Linked DNA regions of Zea mays: regions 2, 3 and 4 are each linked to region 1. A link is a contact called in public Hi-C data. All regions are on one chromosome and are shown on one strand. Each heading gives the region's core, a stretch centred on a gene start, on an enhancer-like site or on the middle of the called end of the contact. The rest is flanking DNA. Distances are from core to core; before and after follow the strand shown. Region 1 holds the start of LOC103627205. Region 2 holds the start of LOC103627211 (nudix hydrolase 12, mitochondrial). Region 3 holds the start of LOC100192468 (Ubiquinol-cytochrome c reductase iron-sulfur subunit). Region 4 holds the start of LOC100286129.

Region 1 (5,922 bases), core at 1,629-4,128:
GACAGAAGGGAAAAAAGTAAAGTGAGATGCCAGATCCAGCTTGCAGTTTGATGTTGGTTGAAGAAATGGTCTATTAAACATGTTTATCTCAGAAATGGCAAACGTGGAGGTGAGAGCTTACTTTGTGGCTCCTGGAAAATTCGGAGGCCCACGCCCACCCAAGGCGTGCATGTTGCCTAGCCACTCCTTTAACAGCAGCAAGAAGACGGTGCTCCTCATGTGTATCCTGCCTATCAAGAACTTGCTCCTGTTTTAGAGTGGCGCAAACTGGGGTGTTAACCACAAAACATAAATATTATTCAAAGGAAAAGGGAGGACATTTACGAGGTATGAAAATATGAAGCTCCTGTAGAAACACTCTCCATCTCCATGCACAGGCCTAAATTCAGAATATTCACGACAAAGGTTCAGAGCATGTAAATGCAATTCCACTCCTTGTACAGCAACCATTGCAAAGAGATCGTAATGCCTAATGAGCTCGGTTATGTGAACTTTCTGCACAAAAACAAGAGCAAAAAAAAAAAAAATCAAAACAAAATGATCTGAACCAGGAAGCAACAGTTCTAAAATGGGATTGTAATTTGTTAAGTTTTCATGTTTCCACATTATAAGAAAACCTTAAGCCACTAATAAATGCAATGTTTTTGCTGATATTGATTTGTTAGGTGAATGAAGGCAGGGCTGGTGCAGTGGTGGAAAAGACTAGTCTCGGTTTATCACTTTCTCAGACCCCACTCATGTGGAGTCTTTGGTATTGGGTCTACCCTTTTAGTTTGTTCCGTGAATGAAGAAAGAACATATACTGCATTTCCTGAATTCAATATAAACTCGAAGCCGATTAAGGTCTCATCCCATCACAAACCAATACTATCAATTAGAATAAGCATGTAAATAATGTATGGAGTCAAACCTGGTAGTTCACATCAGGTGTCGTGTAATTTCGGTTGGAGTTTCCTATCCTGTCAAAAAACTATTTCACATAAAATGGGTTAAAAATTTCACATTTTTTGGCAGGATTAGATTAGAAGCAACAGTAAATAATTAATGCCAAGACCCAACAGTTCACAGAAGGAAACAATGGAGAAGGCAATGGAACTTTTTAAAGATATTACTACAGTAATATCCAAGATCTTATGTATCTGACAATTGCCTCTTTTACTAATCATATACTAACTTCAGCTATTAGACTATTCATCAACATCAGAATCCTGTATGTTTGGCTTCAGAATTCCTTAGAAACACGGCAACAAGGACAATTTGTGGTACAATGAAGAATAAGACATAAATACTGACCGTTAATAATATCAGTGTAAGCAATAACACTTCGCACTTTTCAAAATTATAAAAACATCACAAAAATGTTGTTTTTTGCACTTGAAATTCCATTTCTGATCACAATAGTAATAAAAAATCATATAATCTTGGCAGAACAGAAACTATAAACATCTGCCATTGCTTTCATCTCTATGCTACACCCATTTTGAACATGATCTCCTGCCAGAATATATTTTATCGTCCCAATATTTCATATAAGCATGGATAGAACAAAGACTGAACAATCCTGATCCAACATCTGAAACACAAAAAATTGGCACAAGAGTGCTCACACCAGTTACCAATCACAACCAAAGATGAAGAAATATTCAGGTCATATTGTACCTTTCTCCAGAGCGGTTTCTTGTCTTTCACCTGTTCCAAAACTAACATCAAATATTCAAATAAAGGAGCAGTGATAACAAAATTGGCACTTATCGAGCCTTGTCAGCTACTCAAAATATGATTATGCTTTAGTCCAGAAATCAGCCAGGCAAAGGCTAAAACCAGCAATGCATGTATTCAGCCTATGATCTAAAGAAACTACATTGGTTTATGCTATCTCAAATAAACATAGGGATGGGCCCTTACATATTTGACGGTGAAATGAAAGCATGACAACAAACTGAACAGAAATACCGATTACAACAGCGCAAGAACATGCACCTAAAAAAGTCTCTGCAAGATCGTTGCCACTCTAAGCAACAAAGAAAGAGAAACTGGCCCCAACGTCTGCCTAAGGATTCCACCCCTGCTCCAGGATGCCATACAATTTCTTAGCCCCGGACTCCAGTATCCTAAAATCCTCCCCACAAGATCCCCATGAACGGCAGGATTCGATCTCCCAAATGCAAAATCACAAGAAAACAGGAATCGCTCAAGAACGTAGTCAAAATATCTAGGAAATAACACCTGCGCATTCCGTTCCCTCGGTATTACCTCAGCCTGATATAGACTCAAAATCTCTCTTAGATGCTGATATTACCTCAGCCTCGGCTTTCTGGTCCGTTTCCCCGTTCCGCCGGCACTCCACCATCAGTTCATCGAACACGTCCTTCAAATCGAAGCGACTCTCTCTGTCACCATCTCTCATCGCCATGCTGCTCCCCCACACCTCGTGGAATATGCTGCGGGGCGGAGAGGGCGGGCTGGGGGGCTTGCCGCCCGAGGAGCTCGGAACTCTGGTTCTCGAGGCGGAGGGAGGGCGTGGAGGAAGAGGGGGCTTGCCGCCTGCGGAGCTCGGACCTCTGGTTCTCGAGATGGAGGGAGGGCGTGGAGGAAGAGGGGGCTTGCCACCTTCGGAGCCCCGTCGGAAAAGAGACATGGTCTCGTCGCCCTTCCGTTCGGCCGCCGCGGCTGTGGCGGCGGAGGGGTCCCGGTCTCCGGCTTCCGGTGGCCCATGGACCTCTTCTTCAGTGATCTCGGACTGCGGAGCAAGGGAAGGCGGCTCTGCAGAGACGGCGGCGGCGGCGTTGGACTCCTGCTGCTCGCGCAGCAAATGGGCCGAGTCTTCGGTTTCGGTGTCTTCTTGGTTCTTTCCTGAACAAGAGGCCATCGTGGCGGGAAGAAAATCCTGACGGGAAAGGGGTGCGGAGGGTCTGTTTCAACAAATCTGGAAGAACGAGGGGGCGGAAGTGAAATACGTGGAGGGCGTCGTTTTTAACTGTGGAGATGATGGGGGGCTATTTATAAAAGCCGTAACGGTCACTCGGTCAGTATCATGAAGATACGAGAATGGGGCAGCACAAGGGATTAGTCATTGGATGATTGTTGCTGTTAATCACAGGACAAAGTAGATTAAAGTTTTAGTGCATATATACTCTTGTGAACTTGCATATGTCAAAGCGAATACGTATCTTGGATACGCTGCAAACCTAGTGTCCTAGTGTATCCATGCATCATAGCTTGCATAGACTGGATATTTATGTAGATGCAGTGCTAAAGAGTATTTGGTTTATAGGAACTAATGTTTAGTCCCTATATTTTATTTTATTTTAGTATCTTCACAAATACGTTCCATATTTAACAATTTATGGACTAAAATATAATAAAATGAAGAGACTAAAGATTAGTCCATAGAAACCAAACACCGTCTTTGTTCCATGCTAGACTTTCAATTATTTGTTGAGGGAGTGAAGGACCCACTTGAAATGGCTATTCTTGATGGTCGTCAACTTGCACTGAAAGTAGTTCCATATCATTTTCCCGATCCCATCAAAACATCGATTCAAATTTGAACTATTTGAATAGTGCTTGTCGGTACTCTGAATATGAGGTGCACACTCCTGCTATGTTTAAGTGAAATCCCGATGGCCACCATTGAGGATTTCACGGGCAACTCGCCCAACGTGGGGTTGAGGCCCATAGTCGGTACCCTAAATATGGGATACCCACCCCTGCTATGTCAAAGTGAAACCCTGGTGGCCACCATTGAGGATTTCACGAGCAACTAGCCCAACACGGGGTTAAGGCCCACCATATGGAGTCGTGGCCAAGCCAGACCCGTCTCCTGGGCTGGATCACAATCTCCATTAAGCCCCATAAAGGGAGGAATCAATAACTTCAGCTATAGATCACGGATCCTGCAAATAGAACCCGGACCTCTTTGTGGACCCATCAGATCCATGGAGAAAGGAGTCCGAAGGGAGCACAAAGCCCCGGAGAAGAAGACACTCTCTGGCTTCAGCACCGAGCCTTCGGAGTGGCTTCGAGGCTAGAAAATACCATCCAAACCTCATGCCAGGTGAGGTCCGATGTCGCCACGTATACGGACAAGTGCGTCCAGCGCCTGGACCCCATCGGGAGAGGTCTGAGCCCACGATCAGAGAAGGCCTAGGAGTGCCATGTCATTGCTTATTTCCGGGCCTGCCTCTTGTCCAGGCAGAGGTATGGTGCCGATGCATGGCCAAACGCACCCGAACGATGCCTGACGAAAGCCTTTGACATAGGTCCCGCCAGTATTAAGTGCGGATGGGATGCATACTTGCCCGCGCTGGTGACGGGTAGCGTATCCCTAGCATTAAATGCACTTGGCGCGCCAAACCCGTTACGTGCGGATTTTACAGTTACCCGCATGTTACCGAGGTAAGGGCATTGACCTAATGTGTCTGTTGGGGGTATGCTTCGTAGCCGAAGATTCTAAAGAAAGAAACACCTTCGGCAGATCCTCTCAAAAGCAGTGACGAAGCTATCACCTATAAAGCTTCGGCACAGTGACATGTCTCAAGACGAAGGGGTGAACCGACTTAAAGATGAAATGACCTAAAGACCCATGATATTCTGTCATTATTGTAGTTGATTGTAAAGGGCATAAATGTAATTATACACAGGCTGCGCCCTGTGCCTATAAATAGGTGAACAGTACCCCTGTACTGTTCACGCAATCTTATAATCGCTGACACATTACGCTGGAATTATTGCTTTCTGCCAAGGCGAAGGTATAAATGTACCTAAATATTATGTTTTAATATTTAGGTTTGTATAATAAAATATGTGAATAATCTTATGTGTTTTTGATATATCATTCCCTTATGTTTCATATTTTTTATACTTAATCCTACATTGTTTTATAACTCTAATCACGAAGGTATGACCTTCGTGATATCTTACTCATGGCCTTCGTCCGAAGTTCATTAAATCCTTGGGGATATAATGCTTCAGTGGACGAAGGGCATTAATATTTAACATTTTATATTGCCTTGTTCTTAATTCATAGCATTTGAGAACAAGTCGCCAACATTGGCGCCCACCTCTGGTGAACTCACTTCCACTTTTTGAGTTGATGGCTTCGTTCAACAACCAAGCTAGAGCTGCTTCGGCTACGAAGCTAGTACTCCCGATAACAGGCAGTTCATGCTCAGAGCCAGCCAACAAGAAGCAGAAGAAGGAGGCACAGAGAAGGGTACAGCATGTCGGGGTGCAGGGACCCTTCATCAAGTCGAGATGGTCCCACATCCCAATTACATTCTCCCAAGAGGACCTTCAGCTCAAGGATTACCCTCACAATGATGCTATGGTTATTTCTTGATCAAAGGATTTCTGGTCCACAATGTTCTAGTTGATACAGGCAGTGCAACAGATATTATATTTGCTAAGGCCTTCAGACAGATGCAAGAGCCAGAGGATAAGATTCATGATGCTACACACCCTCTTTGTGGCTTCGAAGGAAGGCAGATTGTAGCGCTCGGCAAGATCACGATGCCAGTGACCTTCGGATTTGTCAACAATACAAGGACTGAGCAAGTTGTGTTTGATATTGTCGACATGGAGTACCCCTACAATGCAATCATTGGTTGTGGGACACTCAATGCTTTTGAAGCAATTCTTCATCCAGCATATCTATGCATGAAGATACCTTCGGATCAAGGGCCTATTGCTATTCATGGAAGTCAGGAAGCTGCCAGAAAGGCTGAAGGAAACTGGACAGATTCAAAAGCAATTCATAATATAGATGGAGCCGAAGCTTGTGAGCAATACAAGTACAGAAGGGAGAAGGCTGCTTCGACCGATCAGCCGAAGCCCATGCTCTTATGTGAAGATATAGCAGAGTAGAAGGTATTGCTGGGATTTCAATTGTCTGAGGAACAGGAGAAAACTCTAACAAGGTTT
Region 2 (5,922 bases), core at 1,678-4,177, 440 kb after region 1:
AAAAATTATAGAATGACATACATCCACCATACAGAGACCAAATAAGAGGAAGTTTGTGAGCTCAAGTTTCTAAAATAAGTCATGTGAACTCAAACTTATAAAAAAGATAGATCAAAATATGGAATGGTTGCTAAAGTCAGGCATCAATAAAAACTAGATGCGCTCCATACAAATTATGGTAGTTCATAGCAATTACTAATGTTTAAAACCAACAAATAACCTTTCCTTTTACTGTTAGCATGACAAATCATTGATGCTCCATTCAATTCAGCAACCTCAAACACCATGGAGTCTATTGTGCCAATGTGGTCTCAGAAACGACCTAATGCATGCAAGAGCCAAGAACACAAGGGACGAGCACCCTTTGGTAGTGCCCGCATAGATCTCCAAATCCTAACACATATTTTGCAGGATACATGAGCCATCATCAGAAGAACAAAAACCATGTGCAGACAATAAATAAAGTACTAAAACACCCAAATTATGTTCATTCCTTAGCACAACAAAAAACTTACACCCAAAACAATAGATGAACAACACAATAATTTTTGCAATGATAGAAGGATGGGTGACAGGTACATAGAAGTGGTAGAAGCATATTGAGTTGACACTGTGGTAAGGAAAATGCCATGTAGACAGGCGATGTCGAGCCATAGAACTGGTACCATAGGTAGTCAATCAGGACCCCATCCCTCGCCTCCCCCGCTTCCAAGGTTTCGTAGAGCAGGAAGGGAAGGAAAGAGGCGAGCATACCTGTTCGTTGCCGGAGAAGGACACGACGAAGACCTAGGCATCTAGAGGTGACATAGGTAGTATATCGCTAGATACATATAGTGAGAGAGCATGCAAGCGGAGAAAGAAGCCTAGCCATAGCAGCTCCGAACCGAGAGGCACCAGCACCAGGCATCAGTCCACGAAGAGCGAGAGAATGCGAGTGCCTTCCTAGCCCTGGACCCGCCGAGGCGACACAACACCACCACCAACTCCATAGCATATGTTGACTGCTGCCGCACTATGGGCCTTGGTTATCCAATATCTCAGACCTGGACTCCTCATCGCCAAGATAACCTAAGCGTGGCAGGCGCCACCGTGTCGTCCTCGGCGGCACACACGGAGAAAGGCCAGGAGCAAGGACGACTCGCCCCGTACCCGCGTCGGCGAGCATCGGTCGGCTCGCGGCTGCAACCGTGGGCGGGGTAGTAGGTTGGGGAGGAAGAACAGGCGAAGGCCGGGAAGACGAACGAGACATCCGACGACAGCGAAAACAATGGTGCATGCATGCTGTGAAACGTCCTCGTGGACGTGCAATAGCCACTGCATGAGTCGGTGTCGGGGTTGGTGTCGGACGAATATGTGGATGAGGCGCCTGCTCCCACGCTCTCTACTGAGAATGGGGTGGCGCGGAGGTGGATGCATGAGGAGAGAGAGAGAAAAGAAGCAGGATGACAAACGAGGTGGCGACAATTGAGGCGAGGACCATCATTATCGTGCGGAGGTATAGATGGCCAAATGGGTCGTGTCTGGCGGGCTGGTCCGAGGCACGACCCATTTAATAGTGTCTGGGTCATCCCGGCATGAGCGTCGTGCTGTGCTTGGGCCGTAGCTTCGGCCCGTAGTGATGGTCCGGCCCGACACGATTATATCTTTTTATTTTCCAAAAAATCATATATACATATGTATAATTTATATTCAATATTAAAAACACATAAGCATGATGTTCTACTAGTTAGACGGTTTCACCCAGTGTCTCTTGCCCTTTTTCCATCAAGGCGTGGGTTAGAACCCCACCTATTACACCGATTTTTAATATTTTACGCTGATTTAACCAATGGCCCGACGAGCTAATGGGCCGACCCGGCACGGTCAACAGGCCGACGTGCTGTGCCTAGGCCGGAACTGCGGCCCACGGGTGTCGGGTCTAGCGGGCCCGTGCCGGGGCGTCGTTTGGCCATCTGACGTGCTGTGCCTAGGCCGGAATTACGGCCCACGGGTGTCGGGTCTAGCGGGCCCGTGCCGGGGCGTCGTTTGGCCATCTATATGCGGAGGTGTGGTTTGGGACATGGAGATTGGTTGCGCGGAGGAGATGGATAAAAAATAACGTGGAACGACCGTTTAAACTGATAATTAATATAGTAGAGATAATCCCCTCAGGATGGTCCACACTTAACCCTGTCTCCAAACCAAACAACGTAATTTACGAGATCGTCCATCCCGGTCCCGACCTACAACCAAATGCACCTTAAATTTGTGACTAGAGATGGCAATGGGTACCCGCTACCCGAAACCCAGTGGTTTTTGCTCTATTAGGGTATGGGTTTGGGCAAATTTCTCTACCCATGGGTTTATTAATGTGTTCAAATAGAAACCCAACGGGTACGTGGGCATGGTTTTGTTCTTCCACTACCCATACCCGCAAACCCACGGGTTTTTAAAACCCGCTTTAAAATCAACATATCTTACAAATATGTCTCATTGTATTAATAATTGAATATGTTCTAAGTGAAATAAACTACATGCAACAAAGTTTAAGCTAAAATTAGTTGTCACTTATTTCTTTTATCCTAACTTATTACTATATTGACTATCATTTACATGATGAATTATTTTTTATGTTGATGTTAGTGGGTATAGAAAACTCATTGGGTACCCAAAACCCGCATGGGCATGAGTTTGGGCAAAATTTTGTACCCGTTATGGGTATGGGTTTTTTAACGGGCGTGTTTTTTCTTTATGGGTATGGGTTTGGGCAAGTGATACCGGGGGGTTTTTACCCATTGCCATCAGCGACACAGAAATGGTGTTGACTGCGGAGTCCTGTGTCACATTGACTTCCCCTGCCACTCTCTCTCCCTCCTCCTGGCGCCTGCGAATCGGGCGTGAACGCGGAGCGCGCCATTTATAGACGCGCATCGCGCGCCCGCCATAGGCCCTCCTGCTCTCCAGTGCTTTGGTTGCCAATCGCCTGTTTCCCGTCTCGCATCAGCGTCAGCAGCTGGGAGGCTTGTTAACTCCCTTTTATTACCGCTCGGGTCGGGTGGGGATAAGATCGTGGCGTCATTGCCACCGGCGGGGCAATGCAATCGCTCTGCCTTGCCTCTCGATCCGTTGCCCCGTCCCTGTTAATCTCTCGCTTGCCTACATATTTATAAGGTAAAACAAAGGTGAGTGGTGGTGGTTCCCTTTCCTGTCGCGCCTTTTCTCTTTCAGCTCTACCTCTGGCCGATCCGGACCTCTTCTGTCTCTGTCTCTATCTCTCTCTCTCGCGCGCGCTCGTGCCCGAAACGCTGACATGTCCGCCACCGGCGTTCTCTGGCCGCAGCGCGCGGTGGCCATGTCGTCCGACGCGGTGGCCGAGGCCAGGAAGGGCCGGCTGAAGCAGCGCTACGACAACGAGTTCCGCCTCGTCGCAGGGTCGGCGCCTCCTCCTCCACCTGCTTCTAGCTCGATTTCGTTGGTCTTGGATTGGTCATGCATGTCATGTCGTTAATTAGTTCCGCCGTCGGCGGCGGCGTTTGACTCGTCGTGCGCCATGAACGCCTTGGATATATGAATGGCAGGTGCGTGCCGTACCGGGTGAATAAGAAGGACGACGACGAGGTAGCAGGCAGCCCGTGCAGCAGCAGCCTCGGCGACGACACGGGCACGGCCGAGGTGGAGGTGCTCATGATCTCCACGCCTAACCGGGCCGACATGGTCTTCCCCAAGGTGCGTGAAGAACGGCGGCAGCTAGCCAGCAGCGCCCACCGTCCGCTTACACTAACCTGTTGGATTTGGATCGGATTAATAATAATTCAATTTGGCAGGGCGGGTGGGAGGACGACGAGGACGTGTACCAGGCGGCGTCCCGCGAGACCATGGAGGAGGCCGGCGTCAAGGGCGTCATCCACGTACGTCACCAATGCCTTCCCTTCCATTCCTTCACTCACGGCCTTAGCTCTTGCTGCCTGCCCATCAATCCACACACCCTCTTCTCTCCTCCATCTTACGCCGTCCGTGCACTAGATTTAGAAACGATGATGCTGACCTGATATGATATGCTATGCCCCCCAGCAATTCCGTGAAACGTGTGCGTGGCTAAGATGCTCATTGCTCGTTGAAAATTATTAAATGCGCGGTCTGTCCCGAAAAGTATGCAGATGATCACCACAAGTCCGCAACGCCTAGCGGTTCGGTGTCGTTTCTCTGTGCGAAAATAGTGATCCCTCGTAGTAGTTATAAACATAATTTAACGCCGCAGTTTGGAGCCATTATTGTCCACTTGAAAGCTCCTGAATGCTAGTATTAATTTCAGGGTGATGTGGACGTCCCCAATCAGACAAATTAACTTACTCCTAGTTAACCCCTAGTACTAGCAACCAACAGACTCGAGGACAGCTCCATGCCGTAGGCGAACACCGATGACAGCGACCACGCACGACAGGGAAAGGGACAGAGAAGGCGTCGCATTCATCATTCCTTTGTCCACATTACCGACCTACAGTAGCATTTTGGAATCGATTTCCTTCTGGATCCTGCTCAATAAGCTGCTACTATTTCTTTTTATCTCGGCTCCATGCATTGCTGCCCAAAGCCCCAAACAACTATGCATGTGGTGTGTTTCCTGCTTGTCCTACGCCGACAGTGCCCCAGCTGCACCCATCCATTGACCGCTCCTGTTCATGTGTTCCTGACATGCATGATTCAGCAATTATATCATCCGTACGTGACTAGTTACGTGCCCATGCATTGCCACGGAATAAAAAATTTGTATGAAACGTAGATATGAAACGATAAACATCATTATGGTATATGAAATCCGTGTGGCAAACATTATCAATAACGCACAAATTATTTCTAAAAGTCAATATAGAATTTTTAATGACAGACAAATGTGTCGACAACCGTACACTAATCTAATCCTTTTTAGCGATATCGATAAGTCCTTGTTGTATGTTTGCAGGGATGACATATAGACACGAATTATCCTCATAACTTAACAGATCAATCACAAATTTCATTGGAAGAAACTTTGCATTCTTACACACAAAGACACAAGAGAACAAAATGTCAAATTTGTATTATGTAACTCGAATGTATGTTTGAACATTAAACGAACATACTCCACTCACTCTGCGTCTTCCGCCCGAGGTTGGCCTCGGACGAGTCGTGACTGCGTCTCCCGCCCCAGAATGGCTTCGGGCAAGTCGTGACTGCGTCTCCAGCCCCGGGGTGGTCTCGGGCAAGTCGTGACTGTGTCTCCCGCCCGAGGCTGGCCTCGGGCGAGTCGTGACTGCATTTCCCGCCCGATGTTAGCCTCGGGCGAGTCGTGACTGTGTCTCCGGCCAGGACTAGCCTCGGACGAGTCGTGACTGCATCTCCCGCTCGGGGATGGCTTCGGGCAAGTCGTGACTGCGTCTCCCGCCCGAGGCTGGCCTCGGGCGAGTCGTGACTGCATTTCCCGCCCGAGGCTGGCCTCGAGCGAGTCGTGATTGTGTCTTCTTCCCAGGACTGGCCTCAAGCGAGTCGTGACTGCGTCTCCTGCCTGGGGTTGGCCTCGGGCGAGGCGGAAATGCGCTACTTATCAGGGGTTGCCTCGATCAAGTCGTGACTGCGTCTCCCGCCCAGGGATGGCCTCAGGAGAGTCGTGACTATGTCTCCCGGGGTTGGCCTCGGGCGAGGCAGAAATACACTGCTTGTCCAAGGTTGGCCTCCAGCGAGCTGTGACTGTATCTCCCGCCCAAAATTGGCCTCGGGCGAGTCGTGATTGCGTCTCCCACCCGAGGTTGGCCTCGGGCGAGTCGTGAATGCCTCCCCCACCTGAGTTTGGCCGCGGGCGAGTCGTGATTACATCTCCCGCCTGGGGTTGGCCACGAGCTAGTCGTGATTGTGTCTCTCGCCCGGGGATGACCTTATATGAGTCGGAAGGGTTAGCCTCGAGCGAGT
Region 3 (5,922 bases), core at 2,114-4,613, 370 kb after region 1:
CATAAAGTATGTTGATATTTTTTATGTTTTATGAACAGAAGAAGACAAAGTTGAGCAAGCTTGTCATGTATGCAGTTGGTTAGATGCAGGCTATTTCAAAAGAATTAAAAAAACTGCAAAAGCTTGCTACACAGAGTCACAGATGAAGAAGTGGTTCAAGGTTCCATGGTCGTATAGATTGGCTATAAAGTAGACCAGTTAGCTAATTTGCTTGATGTGACTTCTTTGGATTATTACCAAGCATGCTTTGATCATGGTTTTCAAGTCGGTAAGTCGAGTCGACAAGGTACCGACTTGGTGACTAGTCGATAAGTCAGTCGACTAGTCGTCGACTTGCCAATATAGTGGCTGTTTTGCCTATATAATGGCTTCATATAGACAATATATCAATTATATACGAAGAAAGAGGATGTTTTACCTCTTTTGAAGTCTGAAATTGAACGAAACTAAAATAAACAGCAAGTCTTACTTCATTTGAAGCCTCAAACTGAACCAAATCAGCCACATAAGTGATAAGTCATAAACTCATAAGTCATAACAGCCATATAGTTCAAATTGGAAAACAAATAGCAAAAAAATATAGTTCAAACTTGAAAGGAAATACTTCAACTTCATCGTCTTTATCACCCTCTTTATCATCATCCAATTCAATAGGCTTCTGTCTAGCATTATTCTTCAAATAATCACATCTCTTTGCTGATTGCCGATGTTGTTTTCGGGCACTTAGCAACATCACCATGACCACCAACAAGGTGCTGCTTCAACCTTCTAACACCTGCATGAACAATTTTTCCACAAAGGATGCACTTCACCACATCTTTTTTGTTCAAATCCAGCCAATAACAATAGTTCCATGCCGGATCCTTCGATTTTGCCTTTTTCTTAGGATCTTTAGCTGGATCATATGGCTGCTGGCTTCCTGACTCCCCTTGTGGTCGATCTGCAGATGCATCTTCCATATCCCTAGAGCTTGTTGTGACTTGTGAGGGCGGCACAGGTTGCTGAGACTTGTCAGGGCAGAGGTGGGCTGGCTTCCTCGATGGCTGGAGGTGGGCGGCGGCCAGAGGTGGACGCCTGGGCGGCAGCCAGAGGAGGGCGGCACAGACCTCAACGGCTGGAGGCCTCGAGCCCTCGACGGTTGGAGGTGGGCGTCTGGACGGCGGCCAGAGGAGGGGACGCAGCCAGAGGAGGGCGGTGGGCAGAGGTGGGCTGGAGGTGGGCGGCGGGCAGAGGGGCAGGCGGCCAACGGCGGGCAGAGGGGCGGGCAGAGGGGCTGGCGGCCAGAGGAGGGCCTGGAGGCGGACATGACTAGAGGCGGTTGTTGGGTTTAGGGTTTATGGTGTGTAATGGACTAATGGGCCTTTTCTGATGTTTGGGCCAAATTAAGGGCAAGTCGGTCGACTAGTTCGACCAAGTCGACGACTAGTCGACTAATCTATTCCAGCCGCTGGCAAGTCGACCGACTTGGCAGAAAAATCGAGCCGAGCTCCTAAGTCGGCCTCCCGTAACCGACTGGACGACTAGTCGACGACTAGTTGACGACTAGTCAATGACTAGTCGACGACTTGAAATCAGGGGCTTTGATAATACTTGTGCTGCAGACTGCTTAGATGACGACAACGATTTGTGGGAGGAGGTATTCCGTGTTCCATGACCTATGCCTAATGAATGAGCCGCCTCCTAAGAGTTTGGCAGACCAGTATGAGCTTTATGGCTAGAATCTTGAGGAGATCCTAGATCGATCTATTTAGTAGTAGGGATCAGTGTGGATTGATGCCCTTTTGTACCATTAGTTGGACATGTAATGTGAACCTTTGTGTGTCGTTGTGTTCCATCTGTTAGCGGTTAAGTTGAAGTAATGTAATGTGGACCTTTGTCTTAGTTGATGTTTTCAAGTAATGAAATGTGAACCAATGTGTGTTCTCATTATGAGATGAGATGTTCTTATGAAGTGTCATATAATATGAGATGATACAAGTGCATACGACATGCTATGTGCACAAATATCTTAACATTATTCCAAGAAATGCACAATCTGTAAATAACATTCACACACTTGTAAACATTGACATAATACTTATGAGTGATCAAAGCATCCATAATTCATTGTTTTTGTCACTAACCAAATAGGATATTATTACAAGTTGAAGTACCAAGATCAAGTACAAGAGTTGCAATGTCTTACAAGATCTTCTCAAACAGTCTTCTTCCTTGGGGTCTCCACAAACACCCCATGCATACCACCAAGCATCCGCAGTAGGGGAGAAGAGGCACAACAGAGGGAGAAGAACCGCAGTCACCTTCGAATCTCTAGAATGCACAGGGGCACAGGGCTACCATAGATCTCGGGAGAGGAGGAGGAAGAACAACCGGGGAGCCATAGAAGCGAAGCCGGAGATCAGGAAGAAAAAGGATGGCGGCGAGGAGCAAATAGAGTGAGAGGGAGAAGGGAGATAAAGACTGCAAGAACAGGCAAAAGCCGTCGGCTCAACGGAAACCATGAAGAGAGCTAATAGAGGCAGGGGTAAGGAAGGAAGAGTAAATAAATACACTAATGACGTTCAAGTGAACCAAATGCTAAATCTTTAAAGAGCTCAGGATTATAATGCCAATATGGCAATTGTCATCTTGGGGATGCGGATGTCAGACTTCTGAAGTAGGAATGGCGGTGGGTAAGGTATCCAGTGGGCACACGAAGCCATACCCATACCTATTAGGAAAAAATTGACCCATACTCATACTCACTACCTATCATGGGTACAAAATTACGCCATACCCATACCCATCATAGGTAGCGGGTACCCATCGGGTACCCATACCCATTAACATTACGATAGACATGATCATTTGAATCGCAAAAATAAGTACCAGCATAACAAATGTATCGAGTCCAACATAATTTTATCACAGGTTCAACAATATTCAACATTAAATGGCAATATCATGCCTTCAAATCACACAAAACATAGCATCGATTCTACCCATGCCCTAATAGGGGTTTTACCCATCGGGAGCAAATTCATTTTATATGAGACATATAAATCCGGACCCACGTGTCATATATTAGCGGGTTCCCCATCGGGTAGCGGATATGGGGCAACAGAGAACATACCCACGCCCACCGTACCCGATGGGCATAACAAATGACCCAATAAAATACCCATGAGTATCAAAATCCGTCATACCCTTGCTCTAATAGGGTTTTTACCCATCGGGTTTTGGGTTCTGGGTACCCATTGCCATCCCTAATCTGAAGCCCGAAGTAGCCGATGCTAAAATTACAAAAATCTCCTCTCTCTCGCTTCATTTCTTTTTTCTTTCCATCGAATTCCTCGTCACCAACACGCACGCGGCCTCTGCCTCCGCGTCTCCATCCTGAGGCTCCGAATCGATCTCCCTTCCCCACCAAACCGGAGCACTTCGGAGGCCGGACCCGGCGAGAAGCGACCGACCGCAGCCAGCTCACGTCTCCCTCTTCATCCACCATGCTGAGGGTCGCGGGCAGGCGCCTCTCGTCCGCTCTCGCCTGGCGCCCCGCCGCCGCCGCCTCAGGCTCCCGGGGCCCTCTCGCCGGTACACTACCCGGCCGCGACGACGACGACACACGCGACTGCAGGGCGCGTTTCGCCATCGAATCTCCCTTCTTCGCCGCTGCCAGAGGTATATGCCGCGGTCGCTCTTCTCATCCTCGTTCCGATCTGCTCTCCCGTTGATTGACGGCTATATTCGGGCAGGATACTATCCTGTCCCTGCTCCTAGGGTTCCTTAGGAGCACGAGGTACTTGCGACTGTAGCTGATCTCGTTGTGGAGCGGGTTTGCTCATGTGCTCTTAGGGTGCTATCCCCCGCCTGCATACTTGTTGTGATCTTAGATCCCGCCTTTGAACTCCCTGGTTACGATCGTTGAGCCTATGGTCCTTGCGGTTCAATCATTTAGCGTGAAGCAGTTTTATTTTCTGTTTTTGGCCATGTCTGTTGGGACTGGATGGCATATTGACACCCAATTCAAGCCTTTCAAGATTTGACACTCCTATCACAATGACATGTGAGGCCACTGTGAGTCATTGACATGCGGGCTAAGGTGTCAAATTTTAAAAGGCTTGCGAATTGGGTGTCAAATTTCAAAATTTCTCCAGAGAGGAACATATCTTTTGGTTAGCTTAGTCTGAATTATTAAACATGACTTGGTTTCAGCAAGATAATTGTTGTTCTCTAGTTAGTCCTAACTCTAGTGACGTTAGTGCTATTATCATCATGCAAACAGCATATTCATGTGATAATGGAGTCCAACTAATAACAAAACTATAACCAACAATGATTTTCTCATAGTATATTGGTTGACTTGGTGATAAGTCCAACCTTAATCTGGCTTTTAAAGATAATCTCAAATGCAACTGTTTCCGCTGGTTATGTCTTTTTGCGAACTGATGCTGTATTGCTTGACATCTCAAAAATCACTGAAGAAAAGCTGTTCTTTTAAACTGTTTCTTGAGCTATTTAGTTTGTTCTACTGGAATGGCCAGTAACATTTTCATAATAATTTCGTCTGGAGAAGTTGCTAAGGCAATTGATTACAAATGTTACCTAATCATGTTAGATTGTGTCATTATAAAATAAATGTAAAAATTTGAAGCCAGAAGTACCATTATGCTCAAATATGGGCAAACATGTGCTTTCATGGTTATCAATTCCTGTAAATTAACTGTTTTTTTCATACTTACACTTGTTGGATTATCTACTTGAATTGTTACTGCTATCATGGCCAATTTGTTGGTAAACTAGTGTGCATTTAAATTTTGGTAACTATTGTTTCAAAGTATTCAATTGCTACACTACTGCATGTACTGATTTTATTTGATTCTCTCCACTGGTCGGCATAAATCTTTAACTATTCAAAACCTGTGAAGTTTAGAAACCGTTCTTTCTTTCTCTCATACCTGGATCTTTTGGTCTACATAATGGTATTGATAGTTCCAACGTGAACCCATTTCTTTTGGTTGTGTGATCTAGACAATGATTCTGCGTAACCTAACTTGGCATGTATAGTTCACTTGTTGAGCACTCTCATCATTCTATTTTCTCAATGCACAGATCAATCATGTTATAGGTTTCACAAATCACAAATATTGATCTATGCTATGATATGGTGATCGTTGAAAAAGTTAATACAATATAAGCTTGTTAATACATAACTGTTAGGTTTTGGCATAATGACATTGTCTTTGGTTGCTGGCAGAAACCTGGGTAGAAGCATGCCATGCTGCTCCCTGATTGACTAGACACAAAACAAAAGAAATTGGAAACGGCTAGTTCATATAACATGTAGCTAGTGAGCAGTGACAAGAACATAGAATATGGAACAGTAAAAGTTTAACTCGTGACACAAGAAAACGTCAAACTAACTATGAAAATGACTCTTTTTTGTAATTTTATGTGATACTCCCTCCGTTTCAAAATATAATTCGTTTTAGATTAAACATACATTCATTAATTAACCTATGAATGTAGTTTGTATGTATGTCTACATTCATTATCATTAATTCGAAAGCGAAAAAAAAGAGGGCTAGAAAGAACTATATTTTGATAGAGAGAGTACTTGTGAAAGCTTTAGCTTTGGTCTACTCTGCTGCTATGAAGAACTGGCCTGCTGACTTGTTGGTCCTCTATTACAGTTTTTCATGTGCTAATTTTTAATGTTAGTTCCAACATTATAGTGCTACGTTCCAACATTATAGTGGTACTGTTCTTCTGGTACTGCGTTTGTTGTTCTATTGATAAGATGTGAACTAATGACTCTCTGATGCAGGGTTTTCAGCAGAGACTCTTGCTCCAAGAAACCAGGATGTGGGCTTATCTGAGCTCCCAGCAACTGTGGCAGCTGTGAAGAATCCAAGTGGAAAAATCGTGTATGATGAGTATAAC
Region 4 (5,922 bases), core at 1,633-4,132, 330 kb before region 1:
TCCAGTTGCTCCAAAGCAGCAGAAACAAATGGAAGTTTCTCCAAGTCATCAACAAGGCCTAAGTCAGCCATATGCAACCAATTACTAAGATCCAATTTTGCATCTCGAACAGACAACTCCACATCAGATGTCAAAATAAACTTTGAGAAAACATTATAATGCTCTTCATCTGTTGTAGAACTTTCACTGGAGGAGCTTTTGATGGAAGGAGTGAGCGAATTTCTTGACCTGCTCAGAAGTGTAAATGTGACAACGTCACCAGCACGGACATTCTGGACTTGAGTAATTTGTATTGTATACAAATCCTTTGATGATATCATCATGAAACACAGAGGACACTTCTTCCAACACTCACCTCTATAATCATCTTTGCCCATCATTAGATAACGTAAAATGCATGGAAAGCAATATATGTGTCCGCATGATGTGATCTGTGGGCACAATGGTCTTTCCAAGCAAATAGGGCATTGTACCTCAGAAGGGCTATAGTATCTTACACAGATAATATCTTCCCACTGAAGCATCTTATCAGGATCCATTGAATCAATCTGGTAATTCCCAGTATCCAATACAACAAACTTATAGTTTGCTTGGATGAACAGATCCTTGTTGTAAGGTTTTATCTTCCTTTGTCTTCTCGGAAGATATGTTCTAGGGCCTCTGGGCTGTGGCCGAGAAATAGGATCATACTGGAAATTCAGTAGGTGATTAGCATTCACGGTCTGATTCTTCCTGGCAGCTATCTGAGTCCCATTACCCAGTCCAGTAGAACCTGAAGCCAAATGGTCAGCCTGAAGGGATCCCACCATTTTAGGTCTCTCAGGATATGACCCAACTGAGCCAAAATTATCTACAGGCAAACCGGAATCCCCCTGTTCTGAAGAGTGGCATTCTGAAACATTGCCAACCTCTTGTGTACATGTATCATTCTCTTCCCCAGATATTATAAATCCAACTACCTGGAAGTTATTGCATTTTATCAACGTGTTAAGAGCTGAAACCGGAGTTTTTAACACTAATGTGGAAAGAAAAGATGAAAATGGCAATAAGCTCCACAAGCACTTCACCTTTTCGGGAGCATTAATAGATTCTCCAATAGCTGGAACCACTGGGTCTGCAGAATATGAATTGCATTGTAAAGATTACTCTGAAAACAGGAGGGCTAAAAATGGCGTGGCATCACCAATGAGAATGCAACATGAAGTTATGCACACAACTAGTCTAACGAGCAGATAATGAAAAGCTGACTTAAGATCTTAATAACAACCAGGTAGTTAAAGTGAAATAACGAGTATAACTACACAACAGCATGTACAGAGCAACTTAATTGAAAATTAACAAGCAAATCAAAGGCGAGTATCTCCATGGCCATTGGAATATGCACTTCCAATATTAGTACTACACTGGGAGATGTCCATATGAAAATTAATTGTTTAAAGTTCAAAATGCTAGCACTAGAGCTTCAGTAGCATATTTTTTCACTAGCTCTAAAAGAACCAAGTGTAGGGTAAAAAAAAACTTATCAATTAAAAGTCACTGCTGATCTAACTATAAGACATTCATTTTTATGAAAAAAATGTATCTTGAATCAGATAAGCATTGAATATGAATTTCAGCCAACTATCGCTGATACACAAAATATGGTCAGATTTAAACATCTAGATGTAGATGTGCCCTAGATAATCTTATTCTTGATGCAATGTATTGAATCATTGTCATACATAGAGTTAGGCACGCAGATTAAGACCATATTGTACACTAAAAACAGTGTGTGGCCATCACATATACATGAAGAAACAATGGTTACGATGAAATCTAAATTATATCGCTACTGTATTTTTGGCTGGATAGAACTGAGCCAAACGAAAAATACTATCACCTGGGTGACTGAATCTATCATATACTTTCACCCTCCAACACAATAAACAGAAACTCAGCAAATGTTTTGCATCCAAATTTAATCAAACCTAATAGTAGAAAACATTCAGAAACTACATTTAACTGACGTGCTTGACCAAGCCTAATCCCACGAGCATTTATGCACACAAAATCTAGCACCACCCAGACTATCAAATCATTCTCAGCTCAGCATAACACCTACTCCATCCATCCTAGAAAGAGTGCCATCCTCACATTCCGATAAGTCAAACACTTTCAAATTTAACCAAATATATATAAGAAAATATTAATAGTTAGGGTGCATAATTAGTATCATTAGATGAATCGTTGAATATATTTTCATGATACACTTAATTAAAATACAAATGGTGTTAATATTTCACGAGCACGAATCCCATAGTGACACACTTTTTGGACGGAGGGAGTAGAATCCATGGCCAATCAGGCAATCACATGATTTAAGCGGCTGAAAATATCAGTCCCTAATGCGCAAAGAGAACGCTGTAAACTTGCTAGGGGGCACAAATCCCTTCGAAGCTTGTGCTTAGCCAAACAACGCACGTAATCCAAACAGCACCACAGCAGCTGGTAGTTTTCAAAGTAACAACCAGATCCAACCCCATCGGGAATCGTTCAATCGATCTACGGGCGAAGGGGGACGAGTGGAAAGGAAAACTCACTGGAGCTCGAGCCGACCCCGCCGTCGCTAGCTTCCGCAGCGGCGCCGGGTGGCGAGACGGATGCCGGAGGGGAGCGGCGGCCGTGGCGGCGTCTGTCGCTGCCATGTTGGGGACTAGGGCTAGGGTTGTGCGGGCGCGGGTAATAGGCTCCTCCGGTGCGTTCGTGTGGAGAGATGGACATGAACCCGCGCGGGAGCTCGTGGGGTGGGTGAGCGGCGCTCGGTCGAACGGCGGCGACGGAGAGGGCGGTGGCGCGGGGAAAGGGACAGGGTGGCGTGGGGTTAATACGGTCGATGCGTGGTAGGATCGCCGGTTGGCGTGGCGATGGGCAGGCAAGGCCGGGCTCACGTAGACCAACCCACGTGTAGGATGATAACGGGCGAAGAAAAAATGCGCGGCCCAGACGTCAGTTACGTGGTGTTGGGAAATATTATGGACTGCGTTCATGCAATATGGAGGAAGATGGGATTTCAGGGCAGAAGTAGAAAGGATATGCGGTTAACGAAGTCCGCGTGGATGATGTGGTATTTTTTTAAAAAAATAATATCTTAAAAATAAAAGTAATGTGTCTTAAGAAAATATAGTTATTTTGACTTTATCCAGCGAAAGTCACTAGTACAACATAAACATAAGTAAATTGTACAAGAGTCCCACTCCCAACTTGTAAGGGGCCGGTATGCATGCCCTGTGTTAGTACCACCTCGCCTAGCCAAGGGGGCCGTGTTGCACTTATAAGGGCGGGCCTCCCTCCTCTCTCAGCCTAGGTTTTGAGAGCGAGGTGCCTGTCTGAATAGGCTGCGCGCGAGCGCATGAACGCCCGACGCTGGTGATGGTGGGCTTTGGCGGACTGGCCCAGTGGGTGCGTTACAAATGGTATCGGAGCCCACATTGCCGCTGCTGCCTGGGAGAGCTTTGGGCCTCTTAGGGGGGTGGGATGTAAGGGGCCGGTATGCATGCCCTGGGTTAGTACCACCTCGCCTAGCCAAGGGGGCCGTGTTGCACTTATAAGGGCGGGCCTCCCTCCTCTCTCAGCCTAGGTTTTGAGAGCGAGGTGCCTGTCTGAATAGGCTGCGCGCGAGCGCATGAACGCCCGACGCTGGTGATGGTGGGCTTTGGCGGACTGGCCCAGTGGGTGCGTTACAAATGTCAGCAGCTCTAGGTGCTATACAAAAGTTAAGGATGGTAGCTCCGGATGTTCTACGGAAGCCAAGCCATGCAAGACGAGGAGAAGCAGGCTTCTGAAGCTGTTGAAAGAGGGAAGCTGAGAAGAGTAGCCGAGAGACTAAGCCCAACAAGAAGTATATTGGTGTCAATAGGCTGTAATAGGGCCCACATATTTGTTAGCTATAAAAGAGGGAAAACTGCTCGTCTGTAACCTGGCTTTTGGCTAACGATGAACTTGGAAAGGAAGATAGAACATAGAACTGATTCCTGAGTGTCTGGTGAGTCTTGTGAGAGGGTGTTGTTAACATTTGGTATCAGAGCTGGTTCTTCCACACCGTCGCAAACCAATTTCAGGCGAGAATTGGAACTATGGCGTGGCCGAGCCTCGAAGATCCGATGGCGCAGCTGATGGCGAAAATCGAGGAAGGAAATTGAGGGATTCATCGGTGTATGGACTCGATGCAGTCTGCTATGGAGAAGATGGAGATCACGCTCAAGGGTTTGCTGACATATCAGAGCGACTTCGAGAAGGGGAGGCCAGGAATCGAAGCGGAGGAGGTGGGGATGATGGAAGCACCAAAGTCCGTTCAGAATCTGGTGGCGAACGCCATATCGGCGCGCGTCATCTCCATTGAGAAGGATGGCTCCGTCTCCGACACGCCAGCAACGTCCATGCCTTCTCCGGCCTCAGATCCGCGGCATGATACCAGCTTCACCACCACACGCACGTGTCTGGGCACAGACCATGCTGTCACCGCCGCGAGCAGGCGCGCCGGTGCGGGCCACGTCGCGAGTGAACGCACGAGAGGGCGCCACCGTCGCCCCCAGCCGTGCGGACGAGCAAGCGCCCCTGCCGCCGTCGCGGGCACACGCGGACCGTCGCCGCCGCCGCGTAGGCGAGCGTGCGCGGGCCGTCGCCGCTACACAGGTAGCACCGAACCGTGCCCCGTCCAGGCGCCCCTGTCGCCATCGCGCAGGCGAGCGCAAGCGGGTCGCCGTCACCGCCGCCACATTGACTCCCTGAAGTGGTGTCTGGTTATTGAAGCGAAGGGGGTGGAGATGGCAGAAGCACTAACGAACATCCGGAATCAGGCGAACAACGTGGCGCGGAAGGCACTCGGAGTTCCTCTTTCCATTTCGGTGGTGGCACGCTCCTCGATGTCGATTCCTCTGGTAACTACGTCGAGCGGAGCGACAACTGGACCAATTATCCAACAAATCGCTGATCCTTATCAACAACCAGCTACTGATTTGAATGCAACCCGAATCCCTATTCTAGTGGAAGATGTGGTGACCGAGTTCATCAATGGGTTGGTGGATATTTACCCAGATCTGCAGTACCTCGAAGAGTTCCCTCAGATTAAGGTCGTTCATCGTGTTGAGGTCGAGCACAGTTCCTATGACAAAGTTGCAGTCATCTCAGGTGGTCAAAGTGGCCATGAACCTGCCCATGCTGGATTTGTTGGTCCTGGAATGCTGACCGCTGCTGTCTCTAGAGAGGTCTTCACTTCTCTACCTGTTGATTCTATTTTAGCCATTGTTCGAGCTGTAACTGGTTCCAAGGGGTGCTACACGGATGCAAAGATGTGTGAAGTCGTGACGAGGCCCTGCGTCAGGGGAGGGATGCATAGTGACGCTGTCAGGGTGTTCGGTGAAATGACCGGCGCCTGGGTCAAGCCCGACGAACACGTTTATGCCACCACAATCACATGTTTGGGCAGGCTACATGATGCAGATCATGCACTTCAGGTACTGGAAAAGATGAGGGAGGCATGGGTCGAGCTGTGGGAGTTAACATGCAATTCTATGGTGGGTGTGCTTGTGAAGGTGGGAAGGATGGATGAGATATTGCATCTAAAGGATCAGATGATGCTGGCTAAGGAGAAGATGGATGTGGTTCTCGCGAGAATGTTGATGCACGTGTACTATTTGAGTGGAGAAGTTGGGAAAACATTAGAATTGTTTGATGTGGTTGCCAGTGATGGTGTGACACTGTCCAATGTGGCATATGGGGTGATGAACAAAGGTTGTGAAGAAGAGGGGATGACAGATGAGATATATAAGCTATGCACATATGAGTTCAATTTGGTGATCAGAGGCCTCTTGAGAAACAAACAGTGGAAAGTTGACATTGACTTACTTGAACTTATGGTTGATACTTGGGTACCACATTTCTTCA

What was found. Hi-C and Micro-C count contacts between places; a contact is called where the count stands out from the background.
Region 2: a contact with region 1 is called in a Hi-C map of ear, with 2.4 times the contacts expected there. The contact joins the promoter of LOC103627211 here to the promoter of LOC103627205 in region 1. A contact is called at or near these places in 2 of 25 Hi-C or Micro-C datasets (bundle sheath and ear).
Region 3: a Hi-C map of endosperm shows a contact between it and region 1, with 2.6 times the contacts expected there. The contact joins the promoter of LOC100192468 here to the promoter of LOC103627205 in region 1. A contact is called at or near these places in 2 of 25 Hi-C or Micro-C datasets (ear and endosperm).
Region 4: a Hi-C map of leaf shows a contact between it and region 1, with 6 times the contacts expected there. The contact joins the promoter of LOC100286129 here to the promoter of LOC103627205 in region 1. A contact is called at or near these places in 9 of 25 Hi-C or Micro-C datasets (bundle sheath, ear, leaf and 2 more).

What each region holds. Positions count from the first base shown.
Region 1 is chr5:169,313,923-169,319,844 of Zm-B73-REFERENCE-NAM-5.0, forward strand. LOC103627205 reads right to left here and starts at 2,879. Exons shown (of 9, transcript XM_008647503.3): 1 at 2,300-2,879; 2 at 1,660-1,689; 3 at 911-970; 4 at 325-495; 5 at 122-247. The coding sequence starts at 2,869.
Region 2 is chr5:169,757,884-169,763,805 of Zm-B73-REFERENCE-NAM-5.0, forward strand. It overlaps LOC103627211 (nudix hydrolase 12, mitochondrial), which reads left to right and starts at 2,928. Exons shown (of 6, transcript XM_008647508.3): 1 at 2,928-3,150; 2 at 3,320-3,411; 3 at 3,558-3,705; 4 at 3,804-3,887. The coding sequence starts at 3,332.
Region 3 is chr5:169,681,065-169,686,986 of Zm-B73-REFERENCE-NAM-5.0, forward strand. LOC100192468 (Ubiquinol-cytochrome c reductase iron-sulfur subunit) reads left to right here and starts at 3,364. Exons shown (of 2, transcript NM_001137688.1): 1 at 3,364-3,660; 2 at 5,807-5,922. The coding sequence starts at 3,486.
Region 4 is chr5:168,983,474-168,989,395 of Zm-B73-REFERENCE-NAM-5.0, forward strand. It overlaps LOC100286129, which reads right to left and starts at 2,883. Exons shown (of 9, transcript NM_001159017.2): 1 at 2,580-2,883; 2 at 1,068-1,114; 3 at 1-959. The coding sequence starts at 2,760. LOC103628659 (putative 3,4-dihydroxy-2-butanone kinase) reads left to right here and starts at 4,203. Exons shown (of 2, transcript XM_035958899.1): 1 at 4,203-5,331. The coding sequence starts at 4,203.